Regions from separate parts of the Mus musculus genome. Here regions 1, 2, 3 and 5 are each linked to region 4. The links are chromatin contacts, called in public promoter capture Hi-C maps. All regions are on one chromosome and are shown on one strand. The core of a region is the stretch at or near the end of the contact, and the rest is flanking DNA. Distances in the headings are between cores, read along the strand shown.

The links. Promoter capture Hi-C pulls out the DNA fragments that hold promoters and counts their contacts.
Region 1: a promoter capture Hi-C map of the 3T3-L1 cell line shows a contact between it and region 4, with 6 times the contacts expected there. The contact joins the promoter of Kansl2 here to the promoter of Smim41 in region 4. A contact is called at or near these places in 2 of 39 promoter capture datasets (the 3T3-L1 cell line and liver).
Region 2: a promoter capture Hi-C map of liver shows a contact between it and region 4, with 2.9 times the contacts expected there. The contact joins the promoter of 4930578M01Rik here to the promoter of Smim41 in region 4. A contact is called at or near these places in 3 of 39 promoter capture datasets (cranial neural crest, liver and pre-B cells) and 1 of 9 other capture datasets (liver).
Region 3: a promoter capture Hi-C map of pre-B cells shows a contact between it and region 4, with 3 times the contacts expected there. The contact joins the promoter of Kmt2d here to the promoter of Smim41 in region 4. A contact is called at or near these places in 2 of 39 promoter capture datasets (liver and pre-B cells).
Region 5: a contact with region 4 is called in a promoter capture Hi-C map of pre-B cells, with 2.7 times the contacts expected there. The contact joins the promoter of Prkag1 here to the promoter of Smim41 in region 4.

The regions. Positions count from the first base shown.
Region 1 is chr15:98,533,007-98,535,706 of GRCm38.p6, forward strand. It overlaps Kansl2 (KAT8 regulatory NSL complex subunit 2), which reads right to left and starts at 1,263. Exons shown (of 10, transcript NM_133714.5): 1 at 896-1,263; 2 at 512-770. The coding sequence starts at 762.
Region 2 is chr15:98,984,615-98,987,314 of GRCm38.p6, forward strand. 4930578M01Rik (RIKEN cDNA 4930578M01 gene) reads left to right here and starts at 1,351. Exons shown (of 4, transcript NR_045991.1): 1 at 1,351-1,472.
Region 3 is chr15:98,869,823-98,872,522 of GRCm38.p6, forward strand. It overlaps Kmt2d (lysine (K)-specific methyltransferase 2D), which reads right to left and starts at 1,383. Exons shown (of 55, transcript NM_001033276.3): 1 at 1,192-1,383.
Region 4 is chr15:101,291,910-101,294,609 of GRCm38.p6, forward strand. It overlaps Smim41 (small integral membrane protein 41), which reads left to right and starts at 1,316. Exons shown (of 2, transcript NM_001369218.1): 1 at 1,316-1,723. The coding sequence starts at 1,346. The coding sequence ends at 1,615.
Region 5 is chr15:98,830,162-98,832,861 of GRCm38.p6, forward strand. Prkag1 (protein kinase, AMP-activated, gamma 1 non-catalytic subunit) reads right to left here and starts at 1,347. Exons shown (of 12, transcript NM_016781.2): 1 at 1,269-1,347. The coding sequence starts at 1,277. Kmt2d (lysine (K)-specific methyltransferase 2D) reads right to left here. Exons shown (of 55, transcript NM_001033276.3): 55 at 1,508-2,700.

The sequences.
Region 1 (2,700 bases), core at 13-2,512, 2.8 Mb before region 4:
CACTTTAAAACTGAAGGCAGGGGACAAGCATGTGGCACCAACATTCTCCCACTCCAGTTCCAGGAGACCCAACGCCCTCCCCTCAAGCATGAACGTGGTACACCAACACACATGCAGGCAAACACCCATACACATGAAAGTTCTTTAAAAAACCATAAAGGGTTGCCAAAACTGTTCCAAGCAAGGGCGAGACTGTCTCAAAAGAGGAGCCGGGGGTGGGGGAGTCTGTGACTCTGCAAGCCTAGCTTAACCTTCTGTCTGTCCTTCCGTACCAGGAGGTACTAAAACCGACTCCAGCAAATTGGCCTCTGACCTCCCCACGTGTCCCTAACCACACAAAACAAACTACCAACGGGAAATAAATGCTTCGAAATGTAATAAAAGTCTAACGGTAGGAGGTTTGGGCGTTGAAGCAGGCTCGGTGATACAACCTGTGCTTGGCGTGCATTGAAAAGTAAGAACGACTCTCGGAGCCCGAAGGCACCCATATAACCCACGCCTCTCCACGTACCCATCTTTCTTCTCGGGCTTTGGGGCAGCACTGGGGCACCTTTTTCCATTCTTCGTCGAGACGTAACTACATTGTTTGAAGGGTGCATTCTTGTCTTCAAGAATGTGCTTAATGCAGAACTCCTGCCCCTCCAGCCGCGGCTGAGAGCACGGGCGGTGAGTGAACGAACAGGAAAGGGGCTCCTGCGACCTGGGCACTGGGGTGATCCTCCCCCGATTCGTTGGCAAGACGTGAATCCGAATCCTGTTCATGCCAAAACCTGCGGGGAGGGCGGTCACACGACAGATCGAAACGGCCTTAGCCCGGCCACGAGTCCTGGTTGCGTGCTCCCGCGGCCGCCCTCCAGCCTCCCGTCACCGACCCGCCCGCCGCCCGGGCCCCTACCACGTTGGCCGAATCTCCGCAGCAGCAGACCGGAAGCGCGGCGCCTGTCCCACGCGGCACCACTGCAACGGCGCGGCACGCCCCGCCCCCACGCCCCGGCTCGCCGCCTTTGTCCCTGGCCGCCTCAGCGCTCACAGCCCCGACCCGAGCGCCTTGGCCGTCGTCCTACAAGCGCCATCTTGTCCCACGGCTCCCGGCACCGGAGAACCTGGCTCCCCGAAAGCCTAGCAACCAGAGAGGCTCCAACGCTGCAGGAGACGACGTGCCGCGCTGAGCTGACAGAGAAGGCGAGCAGCGCCTAACAGCAAAGGAGAAGCGCCCGGCACGGCGCCATCTTACCTCCCCCACCGCGCGGCACCGCGCAGCTTGCCCTCTGGCTGCTCCGCCTGCTCGGAACGCGACCCTAGACGCTGATTGGTTGCTGCGCTGAGGGTGCTGTGCTCCTATTGGTCAGAACTAACACTAGCCTGTGGAGGGCGGGACAGTGAGAGACTCCACAACGGGAGTGGCTGAAGTGAAGTGTCTGTCAGAAACTCGGCCGGTGAGTGGGCCGTCGGAAAGGCGGGCCACCGCCAGTCGCCGGATTCGGATATTTTTCCATCTGAAGGGTTCGTCTTCTGGTGGCAGTAGTCTCCAGTCTTCTCGGGCAGCTACTTCTTTACCGTCCCTACACAGCAGAAGAGTAGACATTGGGGTGGCTGGAGAAATGGCACCGACTGCTCTTCTAGAGATCCTGAGTTCAATTCCCAGCAACCACATGGTGGCTCACAACCAACTCTAACGGGATCCGATGCCCTCTTCTGCAGTGTCAGAAGACAGGGACAGTGTACTCATATGAATAAATCTTAAAAAAAAGAAAAGAAAAAAAGTGGACGGTGGCTGACCGTGTTTTCTGTTTACACATGAAAAGGTTTTATTAGTTTTCTATGGTGACCAACCAGTTCATTTAATTTTTTTTTCTTGGTCATTTCATGTAAACACTCGAACTCTTTCTATCTCATGAATCATATATATGTACTAATTAATTTTTGTAGAGCAGCCCTAAGAGGTAGACATTATTTTTTAGGTAGACATTATTTACAGATAAAGTGATGGAAAATCAAAATGACTTCTGGCATAGCGCATGCTTCTCAACGCCCTGCCGAATAGTGTATTATAGAAACAGGCTATTCCGTTTTCACGATTCTTTAAAGATTCCAACCACACCTATAGAAATCCGATGGCTCTCTGCCTTATTCTCTTCTTCTTCTCCCCCCCCCCCCGCCCCCCTTTGGAGACAGGGTTTCTCTGTGCAGCCCTGGCTGGCCTCGAACTCAGAAATCCGCCTGCCTCTGCCTCCCAACTTATTCTCTTAAGAGAGTATCTCCCACTTGGTAGTGGTGGCAGACTCCTTTAACCCCAGCACTGGGGGGGGGGGGGGGGGGGGGAAGAGTAGAAGCAGGCAGATCTCCGAGTTCGAGGCTAACTTGGTTTACAAAGCCAGTTCCAGGACAGCCAGGGCTGCACAGAGAAACCGTGTCTCAAAAACAAAAGATGAAAAAGCCACCAGGTACGGTTACGGTAGGTAGCACACACCAGTAATCTGAACACTGTGGAGAGAGGCAAGGGGGTCTCTGTGGTCAAAGACAGGATCTGGACTTGTCTCACTGAACCTGGAGTGCACCATTTTTAAAAACTTATTTGTGCCCGGCATGGTGGCGCACATGCCTTTAATCCCAGCACTCGGGAGGCAGAGGCAGGCAGATTTCTGAGTTCGAGGCCAGCCTGGTCTACAGAGTGAGTTCCAGGACTCTGAGTAGCCAGGG
Region 2 (2,700 bases), core at 101-2,600, 2.3 Mb before region 4:
CGTTGATGTAGGCCATTAGTAATGAACAACAAAAGTTCTCAGAGAGGGACATTTAATTATCTTAAAGATAAAGTTAGAGATCAGGTGAAGTGGGAGGGCTGGGGCCCACATGTCCCTGTGGCCTGAGTTATTGTCCATTTATTCTCTCATTTAATCCTCACACCACTCTCTGGAGCCTGTCTCTTTCTAGCCTCTCCTCTTGGTAGATAAGGAAATTAGTCCAACAACACAAAGAAACACAGCCGATACCTCCCCTCCCCCGCCCAGGCTGGTCCAGTTCCGAGAGCCACAATGTGAGAACCTTTTTGGTAGAAGTAAGAAATATTAAATATTGAAAACCATCGAATTCACGATGAGAGGTTAAGCCGACATCTGTCTGTCTCTATGGACACAGACCAGTGGCTTTAGCCTAGTGTGTTCCTGCCACAACCTTTACAGCAAGGGGGTAATCTTTTATTTTCTTTTTCTTTTTTTTAAATGTTTATTAGATTTATTTATTCTGATCTTTTATTTTCTGACAACGTCTCTGCCCCCGCCCAGTTCTTCTTTCTCTTACATACCCATTATGTTAATAAACTATCTTATAAAATGTCACTACTCTGTCACTTTAAGCCAGGCCCCGGTCCAGAGAGCCAATGTTACCAACATTTCTCCTTCGGTCTTCACGGATGTATGTGTATAAGTGTGTCATTTGTTTTGTGTGACTTTTAGAAACAGGAACCGCGCCATGCTGTATTTTCTGTTTGACTTGTCTGTCCTTTTCCTCTCTGTGCCCTGTGGAGCTCCTTTTAAACGTTTCTGCCTCTTCCTCCCAGCTGATGCGGCTAGCATCAGAACCTTTCCCTTGTTTTCACTCAGCTCTTGAAATGACTTCATGGCACAAGCCAACATCTAACTGGGTTTGTATTCACGGGGCGGGTTGAAACAGGCACACGCGTTATGGCTGACTGGAGTGTTACTAACAACACAGAGGAACTAGAGAAGCAGGCGGCCCATAGCAGCACGGTAAGCGCAGAGACCCAGCGCAGGCGCGCTGTGTTCTCACCGTTTATCGTTAGCCCCCTGCCTCCGGGTGGTTAACCCCCACTCTCCAGTCCTTTATTCCTTACACCTGAGGTATTAGTGGCCGACTCACAAAGGCGATGTTGTAAACACGAAGTGAGGTAGCCCAGGGAACGAATCGCAAACCTGGTGTACTGAGCGCTTTCACTTCTGGGATGGTCTTTCAGAGGAAGCACGTCACTGTGGCTCGAGGGAGGGTGGTTAAGGAATGGAGCTATGGGTGTGGTTGGTAGCCTGGAAAGTCCCGGAGGATGGACACGGGGATGCACAGCTGTGACCCAAACCCTTGGGAGACTGAAGAAGCCAGTCTGTCCCACACCGGGAGACTCTGTCCAAAACAAAACAGAAACAACAGTAACAAAACTGGAGAATGCCAGCCGGGAAGACTGTTGATTAGCGGTGTTTCTTGTGTGAGTGAGCTTTGTCACATATAAAATAGGGTGATAGCCAGGGCTATACAGAAAAACCAAAAAAAAAAAAAAAAAGGGTGATAGTGACATCTGGTCTTTTCCAAGTGCAGCCCCCTTTAACCCTCACAGCCGCACCTGTGACGCGGCCTGAGTTTCTTTCTTTCTTTTTTTAATTTATATATTTTATTTATATGAGTACACTGTAGCTGTCTTCAGAAACACCAGGTCCCTTTACAGATGGTTGTGAGCCACCATGTGGTTGCTGGGATTTGAAATCAGGTCCTCTGGAAGAGCAGTCAGTGCTCTCAACCGCTGAGCCATCTCTCCAGCCCCGCAGCCTGAGTTTCTAAATGAGATAATCTATGACTGGAAAGCACTTAGGGTATTTTTGGAGTAAATGATGTTGCGTTATTGTACTGTGCCGATGGTGTGGCCTAAACTTGGCATGAGCTCACATTCGCTGTCTCTTTAATGCTTTTCTTAGTTGCTTTATTTCTTTTGAGACCTTCAAGGATGGGGGTGGGGGTGGGGGTGGGAGCTGTCTTTGAACTCCTGAACCTCCTGCTTCTGCCTCCTGAGTGCTGGGATTACCATCGTGTGCCAGAGCATCTAGCTAATACTCATGAACTCCATGGATATCTGCTGCATGTCTAAAGCCTCGACGTATGTGTGGAAAATATGAAGTGCAAAACAGATCTTGTCCCCAAAAGCGCTTATGATTTTTAAATCGAGGTTCTTTAAAATATGAGGTAACATATTTTGGGAACTTCGAACCCCGAGATTAAAAGCTTTGCTAATGCCCACTGTAGGGGTAGCTGCCATCAACCAACACAAGGCAGAATTATGAATATTCACAATTTGTGAATATTAATATTTTTTTCAAATATTATGAAAAATTTTATCAACTTTTTTTTTTAAACTTACAAACGTAAAGATAAGCCGGTGACATCTGCTTATTTGTTCTAGCTGAGCCTCGAATGTGAAAGGGAGCCTTTGAAGGGTCTCCAGGAGGGCTAACCAGGCTGGTCTCAGGGCTGTCTGAGGGCTGGGGCAGCTGCGGGCAGCCAGTCTCCTGCTGTGTAGCTCTCACAGAAGCACACAAATATTCCATTGTTCTAAACACAATACAAGCGGATACTTAGCGGGCAGATGAAATTTAGTAGGAACCAAAACACACACGAGCAATGAGCAGTACTAGACATGAAACAAGCCTGATTTGGGGGCAGTT
Region 3 (2,700 bases), core at 133-2,632, 2.4 Mb before region 4:
CTCAAGGAGACCTAGCAAATGTATTTTGGAGGGGGTGGAATGAGGGCGCAAAATGCACTAGCCAAATCCCTGCTGGGCAACATGACAGGTGTGAGAGAGGCTGTCCCCAGCCCGGGGCCCAGAGGCTGAGGCGGGAGGCTCATGCTGCACCCTTCCTGCTGTAGATACACACCCCTTCTCCCCAGCACCTCCTACCAGGGCTGGAAACACTGGCTTCCAGCAGAAAAGAGCACAAATAAAGTCATTTCTCCATCAAAGAGGCACAAGCTAGCCTACTCTGCAGAGCCGGGGCAGCACCTGAGAACTATTTACCATTCCGTAGCCAGAAAAGCATTGTAGAGATCTGGCGGGGGCTTTCAGGATTGGCCAGGGACTCATGGGCAGCTAACTCTACACTAGGCCCAGAGAAAGCAAGAGACAAAAGCCATTTTTTTGCAGCCCACATTCGTAGAGAACAGATCTCAACGGCCTCCTCTATAATCCCCCGGAGATTATGTCCATCCCAAGAGGAGGGGAAACGAAGCAGGCTAAGACACCACTAGGCCTTGCTGGGGTCACTTTGCCAGGCAGAGTAGTTAAGTTGAACAGCAGGGGCAGAGCTGCCCCAGCCCCACCTCCTTCATGCCCCAGCTCCCCTCTTCATCGCACCAGTTTCCACCCACCCTCCCCCCCCCCCCCCACCTCCCGGGTGAAGGACTCAGGGCTCCTTGAGTTTCCCACGGATTGTTTTGGGTGCCCAGGTAGGTAGGAACAACATTAAAGTCCAATCTGGCAGTATGTGGGACCTGGCAGTGGCATCCCCCCACCAAGTTGCTCTGTCCCAAGGAACCCTGGGGGTGGGGGTGGGGGACAACAGCCTGGGATTGGTGTTGGCATCAGGGCCTGGGTCCTAGTTTGGTCGAACTCCCTCAACACAAAAATAAACAGGCAGAGAGGCTATCTGGACATGTTCCCAAACTCCTGTAGTTCCCTGAACCCCCAATCTTTAAAGAGGCACACCCCAAGAAACCAGGCCTCGGTTCTGCCGTGGCAACTGGCTCAGATTCCCTTGACAGACCCTGCCAAAGGAACCCTCCCCAGCTCTGGCACCCCTTTCTCCAACCTAAAGGCCAGCCACCGGCCAAGATAGTCCATCTGGCTGTGCCCCTAGTCCAACCCTTTCTGGGCCCAGGCCGGGCGGACTTCACTCACCTCTTCACAGGGCGATCCAGAAATCCTCATCCGAGAACATGGCCAGAGCCCGGGCCGCTCCCCGACCTCCAACCGCCAGAGCGAGCACAGCCGCCCCCCACTCGGGGGGGCTTAGGGAGACCAAGAACGGTAAATCCAGGTCGGAGTGGTCACCCTTCCCCCGGGGGTTTAAAAAAAAAAAAAAAAAAAAAAGCAAAAATCCAACAGGGGTTCTCTGCCTCAGGTTCCAGCAGTTTAGGTTTCCATGAACAGCCCCAGGGCGGCGAATCCCGAGCGGACACAAAGAGAGCACCGGTGGCTTTGATCTTGGGCGAGCAGGCTCCGCATCCGCGTCGCGGGGCGGCCTCTCAGTCCTAGGGCCCGGCCAGCGCCCCGGCCGCCCGCGCCGGGCTCGGGCGGAACGTCGAGGCTCTCCAGATGGAACGTCGAGGCGCCTCCCCAGCAGCCCGGAAGGAATGCCGCGCCGCGCCGCGCCGCGCGCCGGGCCCGGATGGAACGTGAGCCCCTCGCAGCCGCGCCGAGCCCCTCTCCCCGCCGGGCCGGCGCCCCGGGGCCGCGCGAGCTACGGCGACGCGGAGCCGGCGGGGCCGAACCTGACACACACCCAGCGCCGGGCTCCGCGACCCCGAGCGTCCCCCCTCGGCGGCTTCGAGCCCCCCACCTTCTGCTCCCCCCGGGGAAGGGAGGAGGGTTGGTGGGCGAGGAAGAGGAAGGGGCGGGCGGTGCGAGCCCTCTGCCCGCTCCCCTCCGGCCGCTCCAGGCCCAGCGCTCGCCTCCCTTCCCCTCTGGCCTCGGGAGCTGCCCCGCCCCCGGCCTGGCCGCCTGTGGTCAGCGGCACCCCCTAGACCCCCGGCAGGCACTGATCGCGGGGGGTCTAGAGGTGCATGGTCCAACCCCGGCTCCCGGCGCCGGGGGGTCAGGAAACTGAGCGGAAAGTGGGGAACGAGGCAGCCATTTGCAACCGGAGAGGAAAGTAGTGCAGCGCGGCGCCGCTCCGCCTCCCCCCTCCGCCTCCTGCTCGGCCGGTAGGGTGGTTCCTGCGAAGAGGCTCTTTCCTCGCCTTGGAGCTGGGCAGCGATCGTAGAGACTCGTGGAGCGTCCGGCGCGAGATCCAGGGGGCCCTTTTGCCTGGGGAACCCCACTCGAGAAGGGGAGAAAGGAGAAGAGGAGGCCCTATTTTGTGTTGGAGCGGGGCGGCGGAGGGGTACAGCCCTCTTGGAGGAAAGGCTGTGACTCTGCAGTTCTACGCACACGCTCCGGGATCCCTCCGCTGCAGATTAACCCCGACTGCGCCAGGCTGGCCGCCGGGCAGACACGTGGGAATAAAGCCCCCCTCTTCTTCGCCACGGCCCAGGAGCTGCCTCCTTTACCTTCTGGGTGGTAAAGCTAGGATTCTGGCCACTTTTTAATTCTGTTCCCTAAAGTCACTGACCCTTGGAACTCCTTTCTTTGGCTGGGGGACAATCTTTGCCAAGGGGGGGTGGGGGGTGAAAAGAGAGCCTGGAGATT
Region 4 (2,700 bases), core at 66-2,565:
GACTTGCTTTATAGCCCAGGCTAGCCTCAAACTCAGATCCACCTTGCTAGCTGGCTCTGTGATCTACTTGAGTCCGAAGTTTCTAGGTAGTCCTAGCTGGCCTCAAACTCATGCTATAGTCTGACCTTGGGATTCCGTGCTATTCTGACCTGTTTTATGTTGGGCTGGGATTTAAAACCTGAAGCTTCCTGTTGGACAAGTTGCTAGGCAGGCATTCTACCAACTGGGCTGTATCCCAAGTCTCTCCAGAGTGGCTTTATGTTTGAAATGGGAACTTGAAATTTGCTAAAGGATCTTGCAGCAGACCCGGGCAGGCTTCTCTGCCTGCAGATTGCACTGGACTTGACCCCTGGCTGTGTGACAGGTACCCAGCTGGCAGTGGCTGTGTAGACACCAAGACAGTGATGTGTTCACCCTCTGCAGAATTATGATTCCCATGAGGTAGGACCGTGGGCCAGATCTCTGCTCCCTTCCTAAATTGTTTCAGTTCATAATTACATCAGTCCCTACACCCCTCCTTGCTCTCTAGATCTGCTGTGTTCTCGGTAAAGAGGACTTCTTGGACAAGAAGACAGGAGAGAAGGAATGGAGGTAGGCCTTGCTATCTGGGTACTTCTAGCCATTCTCTCTGCCCTGGGGTCTGGAGTACTGTGTTCTGCCTGTCTGCCCTGAAGGAAGACTTTCCACCATTCGGACTGTCCTGTGTGTGAGAATTGTTTCAGGAACAGAAAGCTGTCTGTCCCGTGCTTTGCTCAGAGTGGTCAGCACTTGGGATGGGGTCTAAGAATTGTAGACACAGCTGGGCAGTCATGATGACCACCTTTAATCCCAACACTTGGGAGGCAGAGGCAGAGGCGCAGGGGCAGAGGGGCAGAGGGGCAGAGGGGCAGAGGGGCAGAGGCGAGGCAGAGGCAGGTGGATTTCTGAGTTCGAGACCAGCCTGGTCTACAGAGTGAGTTCCAGGACCGCCAGGGCTACACTGAGAAACCCTGTCTCGAAAACAAACAAACAAGAATCGTAGATGCTCTGAAAGCCCCGAGGATGCAGAATCTTGGCCTTTTTCTATGGAGGAAAGTCGTGGAAACGGGCCTTTTAGGCTTACCTGGCAATTTTGAATGATGGACATAGGTTTGGAGAACAGATAGGCTGGGCCTAAGGATCCAGCCTGTCAGAGAAGGACCTCGAGGCCACTCTGGAGGAGTCTGTCTAGGAGGGGCCTGAGCGCTGCTCTGCACGCACTTGGGTAGAGTGGGCGGTAGGGCCCTGGGAGGCCCGCCCCTTAGAGACTTCTGACACAGCCTCAACTCTCAAGGGTAGTGTGCACATCTGGGCAGCTGGTGGGAGCATGAACGGCTCACAGGTGGGAGCTGCAGCCAAGGCTGCCTGGCTGAGCTGCTGCAACCAGTCCGGGCTGCCACTCGGACCCCCAGAGGGGCCACGCATGGTGCAGGCAGTCGTGCTGGGCGTCCTGTCACTTTTGGTGCTCTGTGGGATCCTGTTCCTGGGTGGTGGACTCCTCCTCCGCGCTCAGGGCCTGATAGCCCTGCTGGCCCGAGAAAGGCATTCAACCCCCGAGGCTGAGCCTGGTGCCTGTGGAGGGGATGACGACTCCTAGGTGTCAGCTGCTCTTGAGATTCAGCCTGTTCTGTGCCACGCCATCCAGAGTTCATTTCTGTGAGGCACAGCGGAAGGTCCAACCCACAAGCTCTTATTTCCCGCACAGGTGAGAGCCTTGAGACACAGGGAGTCTGGGGTTGGGGCTGCGTGGGGTGGGCACAGTGATGGTCTCTGTTCTCATTAGGTGGACATCACTGGGTACAGACAGCTGCTCAAGGCCAGGGTAGAGCTGGAGGTCCCTGTGCCTCTGAGGCACAGACAGCCTTCGTGTCCCTTATGCTAAAGGAGGGAGGCCGGAGAGTTCTGTGAATGGGAGCTCTTTGTGTACCTATGTTTCCCCGTGTTCTGCATCTGCCCAGGTTAACTTGTGGTCTGCTGGACTCAGCAGGACCCTCTGTTCTAGAGGCTAATACAACCCAGCCTGAGCTCTCAGCTTGCTGCTGTCTCCTTCCCAAAGCTTCTGTCCAGGGAGGGAGTGGGCAGGCTGGGGCCCACCGGAGGTGAAGGTAGAGGAGAGAGATTCTTCACTCCCATTAGAGGTACCCCTGGTTGGGTGAACAGTGGGGACAGAGAGATGTGCCAAAGACTCCTCTCCTGGCTCCCCGCTCACGTGTAGCTCAGCCAGAAGCTTTGTGTGCTGTGTTGGGGGTGGGGACAGCAAGGTTTCGTGCAGGAGCATATGCGGAGGAAGGAGAAGGCTGAGTACTCCCAGCTGTGGGGGCTGCGTCTGGGTCTCCCGCCTCTAGCTCTCTAAGGACAGGAACCATCTGGAGAGAAGGGTCTGGGTGGCCCAAAGGACAAAGTAACTCCAGTCCAAGGCCACCTCAGGCTGAACCATGAAATGGGGGTGGGGGGTGCCTTTACCATCCCATTGATATTCAGCTGTGTGTAGGGGCTACTGGGGACGTCTGTGAGTGGCCGTCTCTTGGCGACTCTCAAGGCTCCTACTTTCAAGTTACCGCCAGGAATACGGTGGTGCAGGATGCCCGTGATGATGGCCTGGTGAGGGGCTGAGGGTGTGGGTAGGTGGAGGTAATCTGCTGTGAAGCTGACGATGTGTGATCCTTGCTTAGCACCTAAGGG
Region 5 (2,700 bases), core at 97-2,596, 2.5 Mb before region 4:
CTTGAAGGCAGAGGCAGGCGGATTTCTGAGTTCTGAGGCCAGCCTGGTCTACAGAGTGAGTTCCAGGACAGCTGCCAGGGCTACCCAGAGAAACCCTGTCTCAGGGGAGGGGAAAAAAAAAAAGCCCTAAGGACAGTACTTACTACAGTCTACCTTAACTAACAGCCTTCCCGGTACCTCTCATCTCTGTCTCTCTGTACTCCAGTATATATAAAGCAAAGGGCTAAATTCGTAAATATAGAGAAAAGTTGCTTTAGAACTATATACTCACAGTTCACTTATAATGTAAATAATACATTTACAAGTTAGAAACGTGTTGTTTTAAATTTAATGTAATCAAACTACTTTTGCTGAGAATGCTTTCTCTGTAGAAAAACAAAATCCTTGGTTAGAGGACCACCTGCATACCATTTTACCACTTTATCCTTCCTTCTTTATAAACTAAGTTACACTATTCCTCTGCACACAAAGGGGCGGGGGGGGGGGGAGGGGGAGAGAATTTACTCCAGGCCAAGTAACTGACTCAAAGAAAACGCAATTCTAAGAAGAGCGAACCTGCAAGTATTACATGGATATATGGTGGGGGAAGACAAACCCCAAGCTGCCCTCAGAAGATACTCGGTTAAAAACTACGGAGCAGGAAGTCGATGGGAGGGCCTTCGGAGTGGCAGAGAAAGCTCCTGCGAATGAGGTCGGTCAAACAAGTAAGTAGCAGATAAACCTACCGCATCTGTAAAGAGCCGAGCCGACGGTGCTCGCCAAGAACGAGCTGTCAACACGCATGCACAGCGTCACTGATCAGGACACGACCTAAACTTGTCCAGGGGACACAGTGGCCTCCTGGATTCCTTCCTTCGCGGAAAATTCAATTCTCGGGCTTAGTAAAGGAATGGAACCTCGCAGGATGCCAACAATTGCTTAAGCAATCGCACAAACGGGGTCCTGGAGCTCCCTGCAAGCCGGGCTCGCTCACCTAATACGCGGGATCACAACCCCGCTCTCATGCAAACTTCGGAAAGGACTTGAGGCACTCATGGGCAGGGGGCTCCAAGCTCACAACCCGCTCCCTATCTCTCAGGGTACCGCGGACCCCTGGCGGGCGGGCGGGCGGGCGGGCACGGGTGTGGCCCAGACCTAGGAGAGGCGCCCACCCGAGCAGAGGAAGGGGAGTCCCGGACTCCAGCGCCAAGCCGGGCCGGCCTTCCCCGGCTCCTAGCGGGGGGTCTCCGGCTCCACAGCGCCCCCCGCCGCCCTCCTGCGCCACTCACCGACTCCATTGCTAGCGCCCGCCAGTTCCTCAGCTTGGAAAGCTCCCTGGCGCCAGACCCCGCCCCACATCCGGTGCCGCGCACCACTTCCGCCTACGTCAGACCCCAGCCGCAGGGCGGAAGGCGGGGAACCCACCCTTCCGGCGGTGGCTGAGCCTGGTTTATTGGGTAACCTTCCTCTCCCAGCTCTCCAGGACCTTAAGATCTGGCCAACGGCGAGGGTCATGGGACAGAGGCACTTGTATTTAAAATGTTCTTTTTTTATTTATCGTTTAAAAACAAACTTTGAAGAAGCAAAATCCAAAACTTGCCCTTTGCCTCTCGCAACATAAATTATGTACAGTTCAGAATGATCGCTGATACAAAACATGCCAAGGACAGGGGCGCTGGGGGTGGAGGAAGAGAGAGCGCTTTAAAAAAGGGAACCATTTCATCCGTTGTCACGAAGGACCAACCTTGCTGTACAGGATACACACAACACAAAAGAAAGTTCTTCACGGGTTCACACTTGTCAGCGATTTATTTTTTTTTAAAGGGGGAGGGTCCTGGAGGTGAAGGTAGAAGGTAAAAAGGGAGAAACTGAAAATTGAGTGCAAGTGTAAACCAACCCAAAATACAAACACAGGGGGCGGGGTTGGGGGTGGGATTCTGATGCAATTATACAGGCAGGGTACTTTAAAAAAAAAAAAAAAACCAACAACAACCAAAATTCCAACCTTGTAGCGTGGGTCTGAGTTATAGTTTATATAAAAATTAAAAACTGTATAAGGTTTCTTCACTAAATTCTACAGGACTATCGGATACCTAGCATATGCTTACAAAGTCTGCCCCTTCTCCTTTCCCAGTTCTAGGGCCCAAACCCCAACCAGAGCCTGACTCACAGGAGACCATCTCCCCCACCTAATGCCTAGACCGTTCAGCTCTGTGGCTTTGGGGACAGCAAGCCCAGGTTCCCACTGTCTAGTCTAATTACAATGGTTTCCGTGGGAGTGTGGGGGAGTTGTTATTCTCAAACATTTGCAGCTTGAAACAGTTGAGGAAGCAGCTTTAAAAAAAAAAAAAAGAAAAGAAAAGAAAAAAAAAAGGCCAGAAAAAAAAAAAAAAAAAAAAAAAAAACCCAAAAATCTCCCTACCCCCATCAATCCACAATCCCCCAAATTTAAAACAAAACAAAAACCTAAAATCACAACAGCAACCGCCCTACCCCTCCAGCAGGCCTGCCCATTTGCCACCATCCAGCCCATCTCTACAATCCAGATAATCTGATTCTTGAAAATAGTAATTACAAAATGCCCTCTGCCCACAGCCCCTAGGAGAGAACTGCATAGAAGCGTCATTTCATCCCCTCGCTCCACCAGAGAGGGGTCTGAGGCCTCACACACCCTCTACCCTACCGCTACCCGCAGGAAGAGGTTCGTCTGCAGCACAAGCT